Linked DNA regions of Macaca mulatta: regions 2 and 3 are each linked to region 1. A link is a contact called in public Hi-C data. All regions are on one chromosome and are shown on one strand. Each heading gives the region's core, a stretch centred on a gene start, on an enhancer-like site or on the middle of the called end of the contact. The rest is flanking DNA. Distances are from core to core; before and after follow the strand shown. Region 1 holds the start of EIF1B (eukaryotic translation initiation factor 1B). Region 2 holds the start of ZNF621 (zinc finger protein 621). Region 3 holds the start of LOC100423098.

Region 1 (4,904 bases), core at 859-3,358:
TGGGAGAGTAATTAAAAAGAATCACTATCAACAGCTTATTGCAACACTGTTGTCTGTGGCATGCACTGCTGATAGCCAACAATTCAACACATATTTGAATACTTTACATACCAAGAAATATCGTGTTTGTATATACAGAAATGATCAGAATACTCTAATGACAAAATAAACCTGACAGAGGTCTTTACTTTCCAAATAAGTACCATGTCTTTATTTCACCTAATTTCCTTCATTCGTATGATTTTTACTTAGTAGAAAACAAATCATGTTGCCTTTAAATACGATGTTAAAAGCAATCTCAAGGTTACACATAAAGCACCCACTCACTCACCTCCAAGAGAAACTGGCAAATGTTTTTTCTTTGGTCACCTTGAAGCTGAATAACCTCTCCGTATTCAGGATGTTCAATCACAGTACCATTACAGGCAAATTTCTGGAAAAGTGCATAAATATACAACAAAATTTAGTCAACTAATATGAGGTTTTATTTCACCATAAGAACAGAATTAACCATTTCAGTGAGCTAGATCATATTTAGAGAAACAGATTTTGTCTTCTATAATCCACAATCCTTCCAATTTAATTTGTAAACCAGGAAATGATTTTATGTGTAACATCAAGAACTAAATATTTCACATTTAAGTTTATTTGAAAGCCACGTGAATCTTCTTTTAAAATGAGAGACCACACCGGGAGAATAACTAAATATTTACATGTTAATTACAAACATGAGAACAGCTTTCTTGGTCTAGTCATTTTCATCCACGCTGATATAAAGGTGTGAATTATAATCCAGTTCAGAGGTGTGCACCAGTAACTCTAATCCTTTCTTCCTAATCCCTTTACCTTTTTGAAAGCTTTCACAAGTTTCTTTTTGTCATAATCATCTGCAATGCCCTGAACAGTAGTCAGTGTCTTTCTGCCGTTCCGTTGCTGGATTCTTATATGAATGTAATCCTCAGTCCCTGCCGGGAGTAAGTCGTCACCCTTAGTTGCATCAGCAAAGGGGTCTGCAAACGGATACAAAAAAAAATCCAAAGTAGAAAAATATTTTTTAGGAAGTACTTTCCACAAATACATTATACTACCAATCCTGACAGTCATCAGTGAAGGTTCTAGTATCTTTGCTGTTTCTGCCGGTAGGAATGGAGATGGGGGTGGAGTATTAATAAAACCCCCAAGGTACTCTCACAAAAAGAGAAACATTTGGATAGCTATGTCCATTGTAGAAAAACGTTGTTATAGATGTTATCGTTGAATATGGTCCTCTAACGAGAAAAAGGAGACTTAGAAAACCTTAATATTGTAGCCACTATAAAAATGTGCGTCATCTCGATTACATTCTGAGGAAAACATAAACATTCGAATATGCCCACCCTAATCATTTAACCGTAACTGTGCCTTGCCAAAAAAAAAGTAGATTAGATATATATCAAGAGGCGTAATTTTACAAATTGCTACGCAAGCAGAGAAGACTGAACCACTGGCCAGTGACAGATCAGAGGCCTGCATCCGCATCTTTCCCTAGGTGCCCCCAGGGGCTGCCAGAGAACGGGCGCCGATTCGTAATTCCCCTGGCCCGGCATCCCCTTTGCAAGTAGCAGGGCCGATCTAGGAGTCCACGAAATAGGGTCGCCAAGGTTTCGAGGGGCAGAAGTGGAGGAGAGAGCCGGGTCAAGGACGGGGCAGGGGGTGGCGCATGGCCCGCGGCCGGGGCTCCGAGAGGAGGGCTCGCAGTCCGGCGCTGTCCTCGGGGAGGGGGTCGCCAGGGGCCCCGTCGCCATTTTCTGGGCGCCGAGACAAAGCCCCACTAGGGGTGCGGGGAGGGCAGAAAGGGGGCCCCTAGGGGCGGTGATCCAGGCGGGCAGCGGGCCCAGAGGCGCGCGGGGCAAGGGAGGGAGGCGGCGGCGACGGGATCTTACCGAAAGATTGGAGGTTCTGGATAGTGGACATGCGATACTAGTGTGAGGCCGGTGAGGGGATAAAATTCCTGCGGGGCCCGCCCGGATCACCGTGTCAGGAGGCTGTAGTGGCGAGAAAACGGAAATAAATAAGGAAACGCTTCGCCCTGGGGTTGGGATTAGGCTGGAGTGGCGGCGGCGGAAGCCGGGAGGAGGCAGGAAGAGGCGAAGGAGGAGGCGGAGGAAGAGGCGGCGGCGACGGATGCGAGGACGCGAGAGAAGAGGCGGCGCTGCGGCTTCTCCCACAAAATGGCCGATGGAGACTATTTAGCCGCGCCGGCCGCCCCTCCCACGTGACCCTCCCGCGCAGGGCATCCTGGGACTTGTAGTTTTCCGGAGGCAGCGGAGCCGGGAAAGCCAGAGGCTGGGGGCTGCCGAGACCGCAATTCCAGTCACGGAGTGCGCCCTCTAGCGCCGGGCGGAAGACGCGGGAAGTGTTCAAGCGGCCGCAGAGCTGCCCAGAGTTCGCAGGTCTGGGGCTGTCTTCACAGCGAGCTCGTAGGGGAGGACAGTCAAGGGACTCAAGCGTCCCTCTTGACTCCCCTTCTCTCGCCGTGCAGTGGCGGCGCCGAGGGGCCGACGCTCAGGGCTAATCTCTATCAGTCACTCTCGAGGCCCCGGGTAATGTAAGTAAAATCGGGGTGCAGGAACAAAACAAGTCCTCTTGCTCCGGCTTTCAACTCATTGGCCACCCCTCAGCCCTACCTGCATTGAAATTCCAACCCCAGTTGCAGGAGCGTTGTTAGTCTCAACCATGGTTGGAGATGGGAGCCTCTCCTTCCAGGATTGGACGGACCTCTTATTCCCTAGCACGGTGGATTTCAGACTCCAGCGTGTGTGTCTGGAGGGCTTGAGAAAACACTGATAGACCCCAGAATTTCTGTTCAGGAAGTCTAGGGTGTGAGCTGAAAATCTGCAATTCTCATAAGCTCCTTGGTGACGCTGATCCTGCCTGCTGGTCTGGGATCAGGCTTGAGAATCACTGCCCAGCTTCATCATGGGCCTGGCATCTAGTGGGGGCCAGGTGTGTGTGAACAGAACATACCACAAAATCAGCTTGTCAGCTCATTGTGTGTGCCTCAGAAGGCTCAACACAGAATTCAGGAAAGATGCCAGGTATAAGCTGAAGGTGAGCTCAGCAAATAGGTTAACTGATGGAGTCATGTACCAGACTGTAATATCTTCCTATCAAGTCACGCACAGAAAAATAAACCCGAGACTGGGAATTGGCTCAGGCAGGTGTTCAGTTGTCAAACTTGGTTGGCTTTCTGGAAGCAAAGAGATAGACTAAAATTTAGGGATTCTTAACTTTTCTGTGTGTGCCATGGCAATCCTGTGAAGCTGCTGAACCCCTTCTCAGAATAATGAGAAATTAAGTTTTAAGTTCATAAATTACATAGGATTACAAAGGAAACCAAGTTATATTGAAATTTTAAAAATACATTAATAACATGTATTAATACACTAATAACATTTAGCAAGATTACGTCTAATACTATAATTTCAAAAAGCTGATAAACGTAAGAGATATTTTGTGATGTCTGTAACATCAGAAATTTAATGTGAAAGTATGTGTGACTTCTGTTGGTGCAAAGCGACAGGTCCTTCTAATACTATTATGTTGCCTTTATTCATAATGGAAGGAAATGGTAAATTTTGCTTAGAGGTTAATGAAAGTGCAGATGTAATTTTTTTTCCCCATCCAATTTTAGGGATCTCCATCCCCGCAGTTTTACCCATGGGCCAAGGATCTGCAGACCCCAGATTAAGAATACCTGAATTTGACAGTCTTTTGTGATTAACAATGATGATAAGTGCCATTTATTTAGTATTTACTATTTGCCTGTTACAAAGCTTATATATAACATTATTAATCTTCATAGCTATTTTATAAGGTAAGCATTACTCTATGCACCAGGTACGGAGATGGAGGCTTTTGCAGGTTAATGCCTGAAAAAAAATCAAATTCTTAACTCTCAGAAATCTAACCACATTTGTGGTCTCCCAGCCCTGGTTCAAATGGAAAACACTCTTCTTATCCCAAATTGAGGTGTAAAGTTCTAGAGCTGGCTCCAAAACAAGGAGCGTCAAAATATCTAAATAAGTGTGCTTTAAAGTACTTTTATTAGTTCAATTTTGTGGCCTACTTTAATACTCTTAACACTCTAATTTCTAAATAATTTTTAATCTAGATAATGCATCTCTATTTGTTTCTTAGTGAATGTACATGAGTATTTTACATTATTTCTCAGAAGAAGCCAAAGGTGATCCAGTGAAGAAAAAATTACAAACATAGAGAAATTAAAAGAAAAATTCCAGAAATCTTAGGGTTTCATGGTCATTACCCCTGTCAGGAGAACTCATCTTTTCTTAGATTTAGTGTTTGCATCAGAAATCTCCAGGAGTAAGAAAAAGAAAAAAAAGAAGAAAGAAACCCCCAGGACCTCAGAAATCTTTAATCAGAGCCAATATGAATACACATCAGATACAGTTGTGGTTCTTAAGGCTCTTCTAACTCTCATGATTCATAGTCTTTGTGTTTAGACCTCCAGTGTCCAGTACAGAAACCACTAGCCACATGTGGTCATTGAGTACTTGCAGTATAGCCGATTTAAATTGGGATGTGCTCTAAGTAGAAAATATACAGTAGGCTTCCAAAGACTTAAATTGTCTTAATTTCACCTATTTCTTTTTACCTTTTTAATGTAGCTACTAAAGACTTAAAATTACGTGTGGCTCATGCTGTATTTCTACTAGATAGCACTGGTTTAGAGTGAAAGAATTTGACCTGTATGTGAAGTTATCATAAAAAGAATAAACTGAAGCATTTAAAATCTAGTGTTTTTAAGTTCTAAATGGTACCAGCCTAGGTTAAGGTACTTATTTCTTGTCTTAATTCAGAAAAGCATTTTAGATCACTCACAGAGAACAGTTGTGCTGAGT
Region 2 (4,904 bases), core at 1,632-4,131, 210 kb before region 1:
CAAAATGATCTATCAAGTCATGAAAACACATAGAGGAAATGAAATGCATTATCACTAAGTGAAAGAAGCCAATCTGAAAATGCTACATACTGTATGATTCTGGCTATATGACATTTTGGAACTGGCAAAACTATGAAGAGAATACAAAAATCAATTGATGGTTGTCAACTGGGACGGGACTAAGGGGAAAGTAAGGATGGATAAGAGAAGCATAAGGTATTTTTAGGGCAGTGAAACTATTCTGCATAATACTATAATAGTGGATACATGTCATCATCAAGAGTGAACCCTAATGTAAACTATCGACTTTGAATGACACTGATGTGTCAGTATAGGTTCACTCCCTATAACAAAAGTGTTACTCTGATGTGGAATATTAATATTGAAGAAGGTTGTGCGTTTTGTGGTGGCAGGAGATAAATGGGAACTCTTGCTTTCTGCCCAATTTTGTTATCAACTAAAACTGCTCTAAAAACTATTTTAAGTACCAGTGTTAAATGGTTTCACGGTAAGTTATTTCTCAATCAAACCTCATATGCTGTTTAGGACATATCGGAGAATAAGGAAAGAAAAAAAGGATTTCCATTCTTCTAAAGACACTGACATTGTACTGTGCTGATACCAGACTTGTATTTGAACTTCTATCAGAACTTGTATATACATGTGTAGGGGCAGGGAATACATGGGAAATCTCTGTACCTTCCATTTAATTTTGCTGTGAACCGAAAACTGCTCCAGAAAATAAAAACTATAAATAAATTAATTAAATTAAAAAGTAAAATGCAGCCTGGCCAACATGGTGAAACCCCTTCTCTACTAAAAATACAAAATTAGCAAGCGTGGTGGCACATGCCTGTAATCCCAGCTACTTGGGAGGCTGAGGCAGGAGAGTCGCCTGAACCCGGGAGGCGGAGGTTGTGGTGAGCCAAGATGACACCATTGCACTAGAGCCTAGGTGACAAGAGCGAAACTTCGTCTCAAAAAAAAAAAAGGAAAACACTTAATATCTTACCTGACCGCAGTATCTTCTTAATTGACCAACACCTTTCTACAGAATTTGCCACTAAGGGCTGGGAAGATCCTTTTAATATATAAATCCAACTCTGTCACTCTGTCATCTCCCTGCCTAAAATTCTTCAGTGCCTTCCCAATGAACCAGTACAGAAACCACTGTCCTCACCATGACCTATAATACAGGTATCTATTTCTTCCATCTCATATTGAACCACTTTCTCTGACCCCTTCCGGTTTTTAGAGTACATCCAGCCTTCCCTTCAACTTCACAGTCCTTGCATCTAGCATTTAGAAAATGTACATTTAAGTAACAACACTAGTCTCTCTGGGATACATGCAATACAATTCGTGGGCAATCTCTCCAATAAAGAATTTCTGATTTCAGGCTGGAGTGGTGGTTTTTACCTATAATCCCAGCACTTTGGGAAGCCGAAGTGGGCGGATCACCTGAACTCAGGAGTTCGAGACCAGCCTGGCCAACGTGGTGTAAACCCCGTCTCTACTAAAAAGACAAAAATTAGCTGCACATGGCAGCGCACACCTGTAATCCCAGCTACTCAGGAGGCTGAGGTATGAGAATCACTTGAACCCGGGAGGCAGAGGCTGCAGTCAGCCGAGATCATAGCAGCACTCCGGCCTGGCGGCAGGGCGAGACTCCGTCTCAAAAAAAAAAAAAAAAAAAAAAGTCTAATTTCAGCAGGTAACTTTCATTTCTAGAACATGATCTGAATTTCCAAATTCAGAAAGAATTCATTGGCATAGGTCCCCTGTCTTTCATTTAAATCTATACATCCACTCTCTATACACAAAACTTTTATTTTCCCAGTACATATTTACATCTGCCATAGCCCTAGAGATAGATACAAAGGGGAAAACACAGCTTGGCCAAGTTAGGCCTTCCTGATCCTTTCCTGATTATGTGATAGCTAAAGTGAGTTTAAAAAAAAAAGACTTAAGCTCAGCTCACCTGAGGCCAAGTTGCTTGGAGCATGGCGGATGTCCCCCGGCTTCATGCACTGTCTTCTGGGTTTGGACAAGCAAGATCCTCAGGAGCTAAGAGAAAAACAGCCATGAGTGCTAAGGACCCTGTCCTCCACCACCTACAGCAACCTATGGCCATCCTAGTTTCCACATTTCCAGCACTGGATGCAGGGAGATTCTACTAGGACTCCCTCTAATTGTTCTCACGCTGATAGCCCCAACCTTACGAGCTGTTCTGCCTGGTCTTCAGGACAATCTTCCACCTGCCTGCTCAGTCCGAAGAGCTTTTTTTGAGCCCATTCCCACGGGCAGACCGAGGGACCCAAGAGCCCTGTCCCTATTGTATTGGGTCTCTACAAACGTAGAGTCTTTACAGAATGATTACAGGCAAGATGACGCTGACCCGAAAGAAAGAACCTCAGGAGAAGAGGGACTGGAGTGGCTAAATGTGAATTAAGGGTAAAATACTCAGCGTCCCAGTGGGTGATGCTGACCGGAGACCCCACCCAACCGGGATCTTAACACTCCACCCAAGAAAGCAGGCGACCCCAAACATCAGAAACGTCAGTACCGGGAGCGAGAGGCTGTCAGGACAAGTTCTTTAGGGTAGAAAAGAGTATCAGGCCTCGGTGGCAAAGGGCTGGACCCGGGCTGTAGAAGCCAGAGTAACCACCTTGGCGGCTTCGGCGAGGCCCAGATGCCCACGGTCCGGGTGAAGGAGGGGCGGGCCGCCATTGGGACCAAGTTCAGGGGAAGTGGGAGGTGACGAGCCGCCAGGGGCAGCGAGGAAGCCGGCACCGGGCGGACCTGGCACGTAGAACTCGCTGAAACCCACGCTCTGCCGAACACCGAGGGGCTGTTCACTAACTAAACGCCGAGCCGGAAGGGCGAGTGCGCGCCCAGGGCCCCTCTAGGCCCCCGGAGGCCGCCATCTCGGTCGCCCCGCGGCCAGACCCGCCCCGCCTCTCACGGCTGGCCCCGCCCTGCGGAAGAGGAGAGGTCGCGGCGACCGGCTGGGCTGAGAGGCCCGTGGCGGACCGGCAGTATGGGGCTCTCAGCCCGGGCTTCTCCGGCAGCCGTCGGCATTGCCTTGGGAGTGTCACCGACTGATGCAGCCTGGCTCTCCCCATACCTCACCCTGTAGGCACAAGTGGGGCCCCAGTTCACTGGCAGCTGTTGGCCGCCTTCACCCCGTGGCTCACCTGAAGCCTGGGCCGTGCAGGTGAGGTGAGAATGGCGCCTGCTTTGTCATCTCTAAGAGGCCCAAGCCTAGGATCTTGCTTGGGTCCTCAGCTGGGCAGTCCTCAGGGAAACCATGGTTTCCACTTGCCCTTTTAGCCCTCTGCCTTCCAAGGACCTAGATGTGCATGGAACCTTTTAGGACAGATTCATTTAACAACCAAAACACCCTGGCGACGGTTGCCAGGCATCCTGTATATACAGGACATGTCCTATATTAAATGATCTTGTCCAGTGTTGACTTTGGCAGGACACCCTAAATGTCTTACATTTAGCTTTTTCCAATAAATTACAAAAACTTGTAGTGAGAGCTATTTTTCTGCTAACTGGCACTTAAATAACTTAAATGTTAACACCGGCTGAAATATATATATCTCATACTTCCACAAATAATGATCTGGACAGTCCTTTATGGTCTGTTCTGTAAGTTGGACTGCAGGAAGAAAAAACAGTGAAGAGGGGAGTCTGCTAATTAAAAGAACTTATTTTTCATATTCAGGGAAGGAAAAGACTGTTTTTTGACCAAAGTCCCAAGTCACTAACAAGTACTTGCCATTAATTTACATAATTTTAGATCAGTACACGTAACTCTGAAAATCAACCAATACACACAGCGTCACTCCAAGCTTCTGAACATGAGCCAGTCAGTGATAAACACTTCCTGAAGCCAGCCAGTCAGTGGCAGCCCTCCCCAGCTCATTGGCAAGTACCTCTCTACTGTGCCCTTCCTTCTGGACAGGAGCCTTTCTCCAGTATCAAAGTGGTGCCAAGATGGACAGACTTTGTTTTACCTCGATCACACTGATACTTCTCCTGAACACAGTTCCAGATACCAGGCTCCTCCTCACCAGGCATTTCCATGCTATAAAGGGGAATTGGTCTCCCACCACTAAAAGATAAAAAATGATCCTGGGTATCTAGATATATTGCTTTATTACAGGGGTCCCACTTCTTGGATTTGTTATTCCTTTCTTAAGAATTAGACTGACTTATGAAGTCCTATTATGGAGAGTATACTAGGTATCTACTGCTGCATAACAAATCACCCTAAAGCCTTATGGCTGAAAACAAAACACACTATCTCTTAAAGTTTCTATGAATCAATGAACATAGGTCAGTCAGTCCTAAAAAGAGAAAAAAAAAAAAAAATGGGTTCTGTGGATGAGGAATTCGGGAGTGGCTTGGCTGGATGGTACTGGCTTGGGATCTCTCATGAGGGTCTAGTCAGGTGTTACCTGGGACTGCAGTCACTTGAAAGTTGGACTGAGGCTGGGGATTTGCCTCAAAAGTAACTCACTCACATGGTTGGCACATAGGTGCTGGCTATTAGTGTGAAACTTCCCTTCTTGTGCTGGGTACAGTGGCTCAGACCTGTAATCCCAGCACTTTGGGAGGCCAAGGCAGGCAGATCACCTGAGGTCAGGAGTTTGAGGCCACCCTGGCCAACATGGCGAAACCCCGTCTCTTCTAAAAATACAAAAATTAGCTGGGCGTGGTGGCACACACCTGTAATCCCTCCTACTTGGGAGCCTGAGGCAGGAGAATCGCTTGAACCTCAGAGGCAGAGGTTGTAATGAGCCAAGATCCCGCCACTGCACTCCAGCTCAGGGGATAGAGCGAGACTTTATCTCAAAAAAAAAAAAAAACCTCCCTTCCCACACCAGGTATCT
Region 3 (4,904 bases), core at 763-3,262, 140 kb before region 1:
CTCAAGCAGTTCTGCCTCAGCCTCTGGAATAGTTGGAACTACAGGAACACACCACCACACATGGGTTCCCAATATTGTGGTGTTATTTTATTTTTTAGATTTTTACCCATGCCAGTGGAGAGAGGTGTTACCTTTTATTACTTGATTAAGGTGATCTTTGCCATGACAGTTCCCAGATGTGTTTCAAGTCTTTCCTCTAAGCTCTATACCAGCATATCTTCCTGAGACTGCTCTAGTAGCCTCCTAAATTCTGTCTTTAATCTGTTTTCTGCTTGGCAGTTAGAGGGATCATTTAAAGAAATAAATCAGATCACATTATTTCCTGTTTTTAACACTTTTAAAATTGCTTTTCACTACATTTGGAATAAAATCTAAACTTCTTACTTTGGCCTTGTATCATATGCTTTAATACCCAGATACACCTTATGCCATCCCTCCTTGTGTTGCAGCCACACTGGTCTTGAATGGGCCAAGCTCTCTCTTCCTCCAGGACCATTATACATGGTGTCTCTCCTGCCAGGAATGCTCTTCCTTCTGTTAATACTCCTTGTGTAGCAGTGCCAACTTATGTCTTGTATTTTTTCCTAGATATTTTTCTGAGAGTTAACCAGGCTACCACATAAAAAAAATAGGTTAAGTCCCCACCCTTCTTTTTCTAGCTCACCTTCTTCCCCTCAGAGTTATCACAGTTGCAATTGTTTGACTTGTTTTTCTGCCCACTTAGGTGTCGTTTTGTTTCAGTTAGAGTAAGTTCCATGAGGGCAGGACCTTTGCCGTCTTTTCTGTTTTATTTTCTGACCTTAGTCTGGTAAGGGGCTCAAAAAATAGGTAGTGAATGAATCAGTCTTTAGGTCTTGGTGTCTTGCTTTATAATTTACAAAGCAAACAATATGAATGAAGAAGAATGTTCATTTTAGCATTTTTTTTTTTTTTTGGTAATATCCCCAAACTCGAAATTACCCAAAGGCCCATAAACAAGAGACTGGATAAATTGTTATAATCTATAGCAATGGAGTCTACAGCAACTACATGGAACAATGCAGATGAATTTCATAAATAACACTAACAAGCTGACATATGCTGTATGCTTTTATTTATATCAAATATATGCTGTATGCTTTTATTTATATCAAATTCAAAACAGTCAAGACTACGGTTCTTATAAGTAATGATCATGTTTACCTTTGGTGCAAGCAGCAGTGGCTGAAGGGGAAAAGGGAGCTTCTGAGCTGCTGGCCATGTTGTTTCTTCATCTGGTATTAACTACAGGAGTGTGTAGTTTTTGTTTTTAATTTTTTTAGAGACAGGGGTCTTGCTATCTTGCCCAGGCTGATCTGATACTCCTGGCCTCAAGCCATTCTCCTGCCTAAGCCTCCTGAGTAGCTAGAATTACAGGCACGAGCCACCCTGCCCGGCTGAAGTGTTTAGCTTGTGAAAATTCAAAGCCCTATCCATATGGTTTATGCATTTTCTCACCAAATGTATGTTAACCTAAAAAAAAAAATTTTTAATGCAGTTTCCTGGCTGCACAACCAGAGAACTTTATTTGCAGGTCTGGGGAGGGGTAAGAATCTGCATATAAAAACAAGCTCTCAAACACACTTTGAACTTCCTTGAACACATTTTGAGAAACACTTTGGGACTCCCCCTACAGTTACAGAATTATTTTCTAAAGTACATTATCTTGTTATGTCACTCTTGTTTAAAGTTGATTTTTGTCCCCTATCTTACAGGGTAAAGTCCAAACTCCCTAGTCTGGCATTCAAGGCGCTCCAAAATCTTACTCCCAAACACCTTCCTAGCTTTTTTCTCCCACCATTCTGCGTCTCCCATTTCTATTTCTCGCAGCATTTTATGCAGCTTGAACCCCCTGCTTTCCTAATATGTGCTCCCCACAAGCATCTCAAGATCCCCATCCCAGGCAGCCCTAGGCAGTTTTTAAGTTTCTACCAAGCTCCACTATACTGGCAAGGCAACTTTCCCCAAGCAAGTCTTGTTTGCTTCGGAAAGTCGCAGGCGCCCAGGAATGAACAGGATAACCGCTAGTGGCTCCAGATGTCAGAAAACAGATGACCAGATCGAGCACGCGCAGATCTCTGGTTGGTCGGCTGTGTGCCTCCGGAAGGGCCGTGCTCGTCCAATCACCGAGAGGGAGGGCACGTTGAGGGTGATGCCAGGAATCAAGATGGCGCCCTCGGTCCGCTCTCAGCCACTTTGGTCTCTACCTGAAGAGCCACGCCCCGTCTGCTACACCCAACCGGTTGGTTCTTCAATCACAGAGAGGAAAGGCAACAGGAGGAAGACGTCAGGCGCAAATATGGCGTTCCGGACGTGCTCTGCGGTTTGCTTGGCCTCTACTCAAGGTGCACCGGATGTCCAATCACCAAGGTGCACAGTCCGCTCTTAGATGTGGAGGCAGGGGCTTAGGAATTCAGACTTAGGAGATGTCAGCTGGTACTGTGTACGAGCTGTCCTGTAAGCCGTCGCCCGTCCCCTGAAGCCGCACTCCTCCCGCTTATTGCAAGGGACGGATGTGAAGGGCTGGGCGGGCGTCGAGCTTCGGGTTCTTGCAGTGGGGCATAGACCTGAGGGCACTGGTCCCGCGGCCCAGATGGGGGATGCGGGGGACAGTTGTAGCACGTCCACTTGTCCCACAGTCTCTGCGGTGTTGACGTGGCCAGAACTGCCTGCCTGTAACCAGATTGATACCTGTATTTCTGTCAGCTTCAGCTAATTAGCTGTGTCTCGTTTTGTTTGTTCAGGCACTGGGAACGGGGGCGTCAGTTTAGCAGACAAAATATTTACCTGAAACCCCAAAGAAAAAGAAATATAAGCCAGTACAAGAATCGAGCCAAAAGCTGTGCAGAACCCTGACTTTCTTTCTTGTTCCTGTAACTAACCTTCCCAAGAAGTGAACTAACCCTAGTTATGACCAAATTGACGTGATAGCCATGTGCATAACTACCTGGCAACGTGGACAGGAGCATTTATATTTAGGAGTGAAAAAATGTTTGTTGTATCTGTTTTTGAAATTTGTAATCTTAGGAACCCTGAAGCTAAGCAAGACTGTTCAAGCCCAGTCAGCCTAAGACCACCAGGGACGAACCAGTAGTCAGCAAAACCAGGTCTATCGACCTTTTTTAATGAGGGAGATTGCACACCAGAGACACCATGGGACATTTTACCAAAGGAAGGAAAAGATAAAGTTACGGAATTTTGAGAAAGTTTAAAGTTTGAATGGAACTTAAATGAAACAGGGTTTTAATAGCCTCAAAGCAAATCAGGTCTGTGAAAAAGGGTCGACATCAGGCCTAGACTGCGGAGTGGACCCATGGTCCTATTTCTTTGAAAACCTCTTTTCTGAAGCTTTGCAACTGGCTTGTAAATTGAAGCTGTGTCTCTGTGTTAAAGTGACTTAGATCCTCCAAGCAAGATGTTTTATTCTTACACAATTTCAAACAGCAAATTTCTGAGGGTCTTTGATTTTAGAGAACAAAGTTTCTTAGTGAGAAAGTGAGAAAGCAGTAGTCACTCAAAGAGGGTTATTATGACACTAAAGATTAAGCATGTCCTTGGCAACAATAGTTTCTTGTTAACTTTGCAGCTGTCTTTATTTGTGTTTGTTTTTCCTGCCTGATGAATAACCACGCAGATTTTTCTTCTCAACTGAGCTTGTATTTACTTATTCCTTAGGAATGCTGATGGTATAGCAAGAAGGTATTCTGAGCATTATATCAATGGGGAGGTTCTAGATCTTTCGCAAAGCAGGAGGTAAGCTCACAAACCACAGGTAATGACACACTCTGGAATAAAAAATGTCCGTGATGAGGAGGAACATTGGCCTATTACAGAAATCTGAGTGAGAAGCAAATGAAGGTCATCTTAGCAACTCAGTGATTGCCCACTTCCAACTTCCTGTTCCCAAAGTGGCTGATAGACTCTGGAATGGGTCAGGACACTTGGGCTGCAGTGCCCAACTCCTCAGTAGTACAAGTTTGTTCAGCACTTCAAATGCCTAGATAGGTTTGTGTGTGTGTGTGTGTGGTCTGTCCCTTGTATTTAACAAACAAGGAGGTAGTGTTGGTTTCTGTACTTTTTTTTTTTTTTTGAGGTAGAGTCTTGCTTTGTCACCCAGGCTGGAGTGCAGTGGTGCAATCAGAGCTCACTGCAGCCTTGACTTACTGGCTTGAGCCATCCTCCCACCTCAGTCTCACAAGTATCTGAGACTACAGGCACGTGCCACCATGCCCAGCTAATTTTTAAATTTTCTGTAGTGATGAGGGTTTCATTATGTTGTCCAAGGTGCTCTCAGACTCCTGGACTCAAGTAATCCTCTCGGCCTCTCATAGTGTTAGGATTACAGACGTGAACCTCTGTACCACGCCCTGTTTCTTTGTTGTTGTTGTTTGTTTGTTTTTACTGTACATATTTCGCATCAGTGGGCTGCAAAGTCAGGAGCTAGAGATCAGTAAGCAAGATGAAGATCTTTGACACTCTTTACCACAACATAAACAATAGGTGGAGTAATTTATGATAATTCAACCCTGGGAACCCAGGGTGAATCACTAGTGAATGCTAAGTGACTAAAACAGTGCCTGGAGTATAACAGGCCCTTCATAAATATTTTGAGTGAATGAATGAAAAGGCAAAGCCTTAGAACATACTAAATGTCTATCAAAAGAGGTCTGCTTAAATAAGCCTGCCTACAGAACTGCCAAAAAGCACCAGGCAAATCACATAGCTAGCTATACTGATTGAGAATGCTTTCCAGGATAAGAATGGAAAGTTCTGTGTGTGTGTTGGAGTCTTAACAACACTAGAAATAGAACCATGGTGCAAAGAGCTTTCTGAGAGGCCTGCTAAGCAGGAGAAAAGCTCCTGTATCACCATGGAAACAACTCTCC

Evidence for each region. A called contact is a pair of places that touch in the nucleus more often than the background predicts.
Region 2: a Hi-C map of cortical neurons shows a contact between it and region 1, with 4 times the contacts expected there. The contact joins the promoter of ZNF621 here to the promoter of EIF1B in region 1. A contact is called at or near these places in 3 of 14 Hi-C or Micro-C datasets (blood, cortical neurons and fetal cortex germinal zone).
Region 3: a Hi-C map of CD4 T cells shows a contact between it and region 1, with 3 times the contacts expected there. The contact joins the promoter of LOC100423098 here to the promoter of EIF1B in region 1. A contact is called at or near these places in 4 of 14 Hi-C or Micro-C datasets (CD4 T cells, blood, fetal cortex germinal zone and 1 more).

The regions. Positions count from the first base shown.
Region 1 is chr2:103,653,913-103,658,816 of T2T-MMU8v2.0, reverse strand. It overlaps EIF1B (eukaryotic translation initiation factor 1B), which reads right to left and starts at 2,108. Exons shown (of 4, transcript NM_001257885.1): 1 at 1,923-2,108; 2 at 847-1,010; 3 at 332-433. The coding sequence starts at 1,953. LOC144339125 (a long non-coding RNA gene) reads left to right here and starts at 2,144. Exons shown (of 3, transcript XR_013413808.1): 1 at 2,144-2,587.
Region 2 is chr2:103,866,786-103,871,689 of T2T-MMU8v2.0, reverse strand. ZNF621 (zinc finger protein 621) reads right to left here and starts at 2,881. Exons shown (of 5, transcript XM_077992217.1): 1 at 2,803-2,881; 2 at 1,982-2,067. The coding sequence starts at 2,005.
Region 3 is chr2:103,791,837-103,796,740 of T2T-MMU8v2.0, reverse strand. It overlaps LOC100423098, which reads left to right and starts at 2,012. Exons shown (of 3, transcript XM_002802811.4): 1 at 2,012-2,388; 2 at 3,694-3,771. The coding sequence starts at 2,027.